Regions from separate parts of the Mus musculus genome. Here region 2 is linked to region 1. Evidence: chromatin contacts called from public Hi-C data. All regions are on one chromosome and are shown on one strand. The core of a region is the stretch at or near the end of the contact, and the rest is flanking DNA. Distances in the headings are between cores, read along the strand shown.

Region 1 (2,747 bases), core at 149-2,648:
CGGTAACTTAGGCAGGAGCCAGAGTTCCAGGAGCATGAGGGAACGCCTACTGTGTCATGAAGGTGCATTATGACCATCGGGGTTAAGACCTCAGCTCAACTGGAGACCAACCTGCAATTCCCCACAGGGTAGAACCCCCAAATAATATTTACTGCAACACCATCTCTAGAGCCTGGGGGTAATATGCCCTCATGGTCATGAAAGACCCACAATGTGAGGGCTCCCCCACGTTCTGACTCAGGAGAGGCGACACCCCAAAATCACCCACAAGAAACGGGTCTTGCTGCAAATTGCAAGAGGATTTTTTATTCAAGAGCGCTCTCGGGCCCATGGTCATACACCACGCAGGGGTAGAGGACCGTGGCGCCCCAGTAGCTGGGTAAGGGGGTATTTAAAGGAAGAAACCGAAACTCAAGGAAGTGGGGAGGGCGTTGTTGGAAGATACCAAAGATACCAGTTAAGAGTCACAAGGAAGTGTAAAGTTAATAGAGTCACAAGGAATACCTGGTAATTGTTAACTCTCAAGACAGCTTCTAAGAGCCCCTAACAATAGCACATTTGCATTGCAGGTTCTGGTAATGGCCAGGGTGACTTTCTTTGAATGAGCACTCTTTGAACCCAGGAAGCGGGTGGGTAGAGGAATGTCGCTATCTCTTTTATGATTAGCATACCTTTACAAAGGCCACATTCCCAAGCCTGGGCCTAAAGGCCTAGAATTCTGTTTTTACGTTGTTATACTTTCATTCAATGCAAACATTGTACAGTAATAGTGATCAAAATGTGGTCCTGGGACTAACAGTCTCAGCATTCATGGGGAACTGACTAGACTTGCGAATTCCAGGGTCAGCACCATCCTACCCGCTCACCCCAGGCAGAACTTTAGTGAAAAATCAGAGCCCAGCAATTTCAGCTTTAATAACCCCGGATTTCAATAAAATGAACACATAGGGTAGAAAGACAGTGTGATTACAGTGTAACAGGGTTAAATGCTCATGTTTATGGCGACAAGTTAAAATTTCTGGTGCTGCTGCTGCCATAACGCTCAAGTGCTCCAGGCTGGCCTAGACTTTGTAGTTGAAGATGGCCCTAATTCCTAATCTTCCTGTCTCCACCTCCTGAGTGCTGCTGGGATTATAGACGCGCAGTGCCATGCAGTCAAAATCTGCAGTCAAAAACCTCTCGGTTTTAACTACCCTGTTTCCAGCGCAGATTGCATTTTTTAAAATGTATCTTAGCCTATCATCCAGAAGCTACACTATCCAAAACGCCTGGGCTCGGATCGACAAGGAATTTAGCAGTTCTCAGCCAATCGGAAGCCAAGCTCCAGCCACTAGCCCACCCTAGCGATGCGATTGGCTGACTTCCACGCCCACCGCGAGCAAATCAGCGCACGGCGCCAGCTGAGGCACGGCGAGCGCTTTCGGTTTAACATGGCGGAGACGGTCTCCTCAGCGGCCCGGGACGCGCCGAGCCGTGAGGGCTGGACAGATTCGGATTCTCCAGAGCAGGAGGAGGTGGGAGACGACGCGGAGCTGCTCCAGTGCCAGCTTCAGCTGGGGACCCCGAGAGAGATGGAGAACGCGGAGCTTGTGGCTGAGGTGGAGGCCGTGGCTGCGGGCTGGATGCTCGACTTCCTCTGCCTGTCTCTGTGCCGAGCCTTCCGTGACGGCCGCTCCGAGGACTTTCGTCGTACTCGTGACAGCGCCGAGGGTGAGTGCGGGCTCCCGGGCCGGAGGCTGCGTCGCGGCCGAGACCTGCTTGCCCCGCACACACCGGGGCGGGATCCCAGGCGGGAGACGGCGCGAAACCGGCCGCTTCCTGTTTGCTGGAAGTCCTGGCTCCCGCCCCCACGCCTTCCGCGTCCCCTGGACAGAATGTTTGTTTGTTTGTTTTAAAGGGAGCCAGCCCAGTTGCTACCGCTGCTTCTGGAGCCAAACTCTAACAGATGAATATAGAAACATTTAAGAAGGGCCGGGATGCGGCTGCCAAGGGAGGTAGTACAGCTTGTCAATGCTTATCTTGCAAGCCAGGGAACCTGCGTTTGATCCCCAGAGCCTATGCCATACACATATACTTACAGCGCTGGGAAGACCGGTGACTAGGGCTCACTGACCCCTGGCCCAACCCAATTTGGCAAGCTTTAGGCCAGTGGAAGGCCAAAAACAAAGGCCTGGGGAGGAAGGATTTTTAAACTCCAGGGGATCAAATTTCCGTCTTTTGGCCTCAACGGGCACTGTATACACATGTTACACAGACAGACGTGCAGGTAAAATACCCATATTCATAAAATAAAAATAAATGAATCTTTTGTTTAAATGTTTAAAAAGTTTGACAGTGCCTGAAAACTCAGACCCAAGTTTGTCTTCTGGCCTGTGTGTTGGTGAGAGACATCCAGGAATATGGTTGGCTTACCAGTGTACATATTCACTGCCAAGTGTATCTTTGTGTTTGTTCAAACACGCCTTTAATCCCAGCACTTGGGAGGCAGAGGCAGGCGGATTTCTGAGTTCCAGGCCAGCCTGGTCTACAAAGTGAGTTCCAGGACAGCCAGGTCTATACAGAGAAACCCTGTCCCGAAAAGCCAACCAACCAAACAAAAAAGAAATAAATGTTATAAAGTTGATTATGAATTGAACAAGTTCAATGGAAACCTTTACATATGTATACTACTTCCTAAAATACAAAGAACTTCATGGTATAAATTGCAAAGTAGTGATTTGATACATTTTATAATTTAGATGTGAATC
Region 2 (2,747 bases), core at 132-2,631, 1.3 Mb after region 1:
AAACTCCGTCCATTTTTCCTAAAGCATTTTCTCAAGATCTCCAGGTCAGCAAAGATTACAGTTCTTCTGATTCAAAAGTACTTTAAGGAGCCAAGTGAAAGTTAGGGAGAAAATTAGGAATGCCGCTTGCTTTGGGCAGTTGCTCTGCTGCCTGTAACTAGGACTCTAGAAAATACACCCTCAATAAGGTCCAATTCCCCAACATCCTACTTATGGGGTTCTGGCTTCTATCTTTAGGCTAACTGGAGGGCCAGAAGCGAAATACGAGACTCTACGTGAAACCAAACCGCGCGGCGGTCAGCACCGACCGGCAGCCACACAGCTCAAGACGTCCCTCTAACTCCTCCGGAGTGGCGATTTCAAACCCGGCCTGGAGAGGGAGGGATCAGGAATGTAATGTGACAGGCTCAAGTGACAGTGTCCTCTCTCCTGCCCAGCCCTCCCGGGGCAGCGCGGCTCTGGGCCCCGGCCAGGTACCTGCACGCCTAACTCCCGGGGTATGGACAGCCTACCCGCCCGGGGAGCCGCAGACACTTGCGACCCAGCCGCGAGACCAAGTGGTCTCCCTCGAAATGGGGAGGAGGGCGAGAGGGAGGGTAGACTCCCCAGATGTTTTGGCGGGTTTCCGGACACGTGCGTCTCGCGTCCTCCCCACGTCCCCGAAGCCAGGGAAGAGCCCACCGCGTCAGCCCTCGGAGACTCCCGAGATGCCGCTCACCTCCATCCCCGTAGGTCTCCACGCCGTACCCGTCCTGCAGCCCGTTACTCCAGGTCCCCTCGTAGCGGGCGGGGGTGCACAAGCTCTGCCGGACCCCGTAGCGCCCCTTGAAACCATGTGACCACTCCCCCCGGTACATCCACTTGCCCTTCGTCTCCACCCCCAGCCCGTGCCGCTTGCCCTGCGCCCAGTAGCCCTGGTAGGTGTTGCCGCTGGGCCAGGTGTAGACTCCAACCACCTCGAAGCCGTGCGACCAGGAGCCAGAGTACTCGCCCTGGCCCTTGGGCCCCGTGCAGATGCCATGCCCGTGCGCCTTGCCCTCCTCCCAGCCGCCGCAGTAGGTGCCGCCATCGTCGAAGTCGAACCTTCCGCCCGTCATTCGGGGGGCAGCCCCGGCGCGCTCCTCGTGGGGGCACAAACGTGGGCAGAGCTGGGCACCGCAGGGTGTAGCTCCGGGGTAGGGGCCCGTCGGGCGAGCTCACGACTGCGCCCCGGGCAGCTCGCACCGCCGATCGGCTCCAGTCCGACGCCGCCCCCGTCTTCCCCTCCTCTTTCGCCGTCGCCACCGCCGCCTCTCTCCCTCCTCCTTCGCCGCCGCCCCGGCCAGCGCCGCGCGCGAGAGGACAGCCCAGTCTCCAGAGCGGACTTTCAGCTGCTCCCACCCGCCCACGTGAGCCGGGCACCGCCCCGCGCCCGCCCCTAGTCCCCTCCCTGGGCGCGGAGGCCCGGCCCCATGACACGCCCGCCCGCACGCCCGCCCGCCGGGCCCTGCCCCCAGCCCGCGGAGCCGAGCTTCTCCTCCGGCTGCTTGGCGCGCGAGCTCTGGGCACGTGTGTGTCTGCGGAGTGGGCTGTGACTGGGAGGGCCAGTGTACTCTGAGACGTGAGACGGTCAAGCCTGCGGATAAAGGTGCGGCTGCCTGTGCTGGGGACCTGCTCTTTGCTGCTGGAACCTCCAGCTTTTCAATTGTGTTTAGTCTTCTACAAGTGAGGCCACCTGTGTGATAGAGTGACAACTCTTGTGTAGGTGGGTGGTGGTGGTGGTGGTGGTGGTGGTGGTGGTGGTGGTGGTGGTGGTGGTGGTGGTGGTGGTGTGTGTCTGCATAGGGTTTGTAGTTGCATTTTTTCCCCCAGCATTCCAACTTGAGCTCTGTTGGATTTGTCATGCGCAGCTGTCATCATGAATTAATATGCTCCAAATATATGTCTGCATGTGATAAATCTGTGGCAGCCTAGATATAATTGTGCAGAATGTTCTTTTACACCTACCCATTTCAGGGCACATGTGTTTGCATTTCTTTTCATGAAGATTCCAAGAGAGGCAATGCAGTTTGAAAGAGCATGGGCATGAGTTGTTTGGGTTTTATTTGTAGAAGTGATGGGCTTTGTAGCTGGCATTGCAGGAACACAGGGCATTGTCTTTTACATTCCAGCCTGTTCCCTCATCTGTTCTCAGCTTTAGAAATGCTACATCCTGGAGCTGTGCACCCAAACAGGCTTAGTCTGTATGTATTGCTTGAGTGCCTGGAATGCACACCTGGGACCTCTCCACTGTCGCCCACTGTTTAGAAAAGAAAACACAGTTTTCAAGGAGAAATATGGTAAGTAAAGCACTCTGCTAATGTAACAAAGAAGCCATGAACTTCTAAACACAGGACAGGTGTCAGCTGATGCACTCTCCTGCAGCAGCACTCACTGCCTTGTTGAACTCACTTCAGATACCTCCTCTAAACTTTATCTCCATTTTCTCAATGGAAATACCCTCCCCTTTCTGTGTTGGGGAAAGACTTGGTGTATTTCGATGGTAGTACCCGTAAAGTCAAGAATTGCTAACAGGATAGTTGAATCACATACTACAGCCTCTTTTAGGAGTGGCATTGATCTCTCCTTGCCTTCACAGTGCCAGTGGAGGAAGTCTTTTCCCCAGGTCACAAGCCAGGGTCTCAGAAGGACTCTCAGATTGTGCATTCCTGCTGTTCCCCAGGCTGAGAGGACAAAACAGGTGAGCACTTGGGCCTCTCACTAGGTGG

What was found. A called contact is a pair of places that touch in the nucleus more often than the background predicts.
Region 2: a Hi-C map of muscle stem cells shows a contact between it and region 1, with 4 times the contacts expected there. The contact joins the promoter of Jph1 here to the promoter of Terf1 in region 1. A contact is called at or near these places in 1 of 39 promoter capture datasets (liver), 2 of 484 Hi-C or Micro-C datasets (muscle stem cells and uterus) and 2 of 115 datasets of contacts at active chromatin or transcription factors (astrocytes and embryonic forebrain).

The regions. Positions count from the first base shown.
Region 1 is chr1:15,804,248-15,806,994 of GRCm38.p6, forward strand. Terf1 (telomeric repeat binding factor 1) reads left to right here and starts at 1,399. Exons shown (of 10, transcript NM_009352.3): 1 at 1,399-1,710. The coding sequence starts at 1,431.
Region 2 is chr1:17,096,508-17,099,254 of GRCm38.p6, forward strand. Jph1 (junctophilin 1) reads right to left here and starts at 1,382. Exons shown (of 5, transcript NM_020604.2): 1 at 719-1,382. The coding sequence starts at 1,097. It overlaps Gm46085 (a long non-coding RNA gene), which reads left to right and starts at 1,326. Exons shown (of 3, transcript XR_001778833.2): 1 at 1,326-1,744; 2 at 2,174-2,318; 3 at 2,618-2,747. It overlaps Gm31982 (a long non-coding RNA gene), which reads right to left. Exons shown (of 4, transcript XR_865203.2): 4 at 2,066-2,278.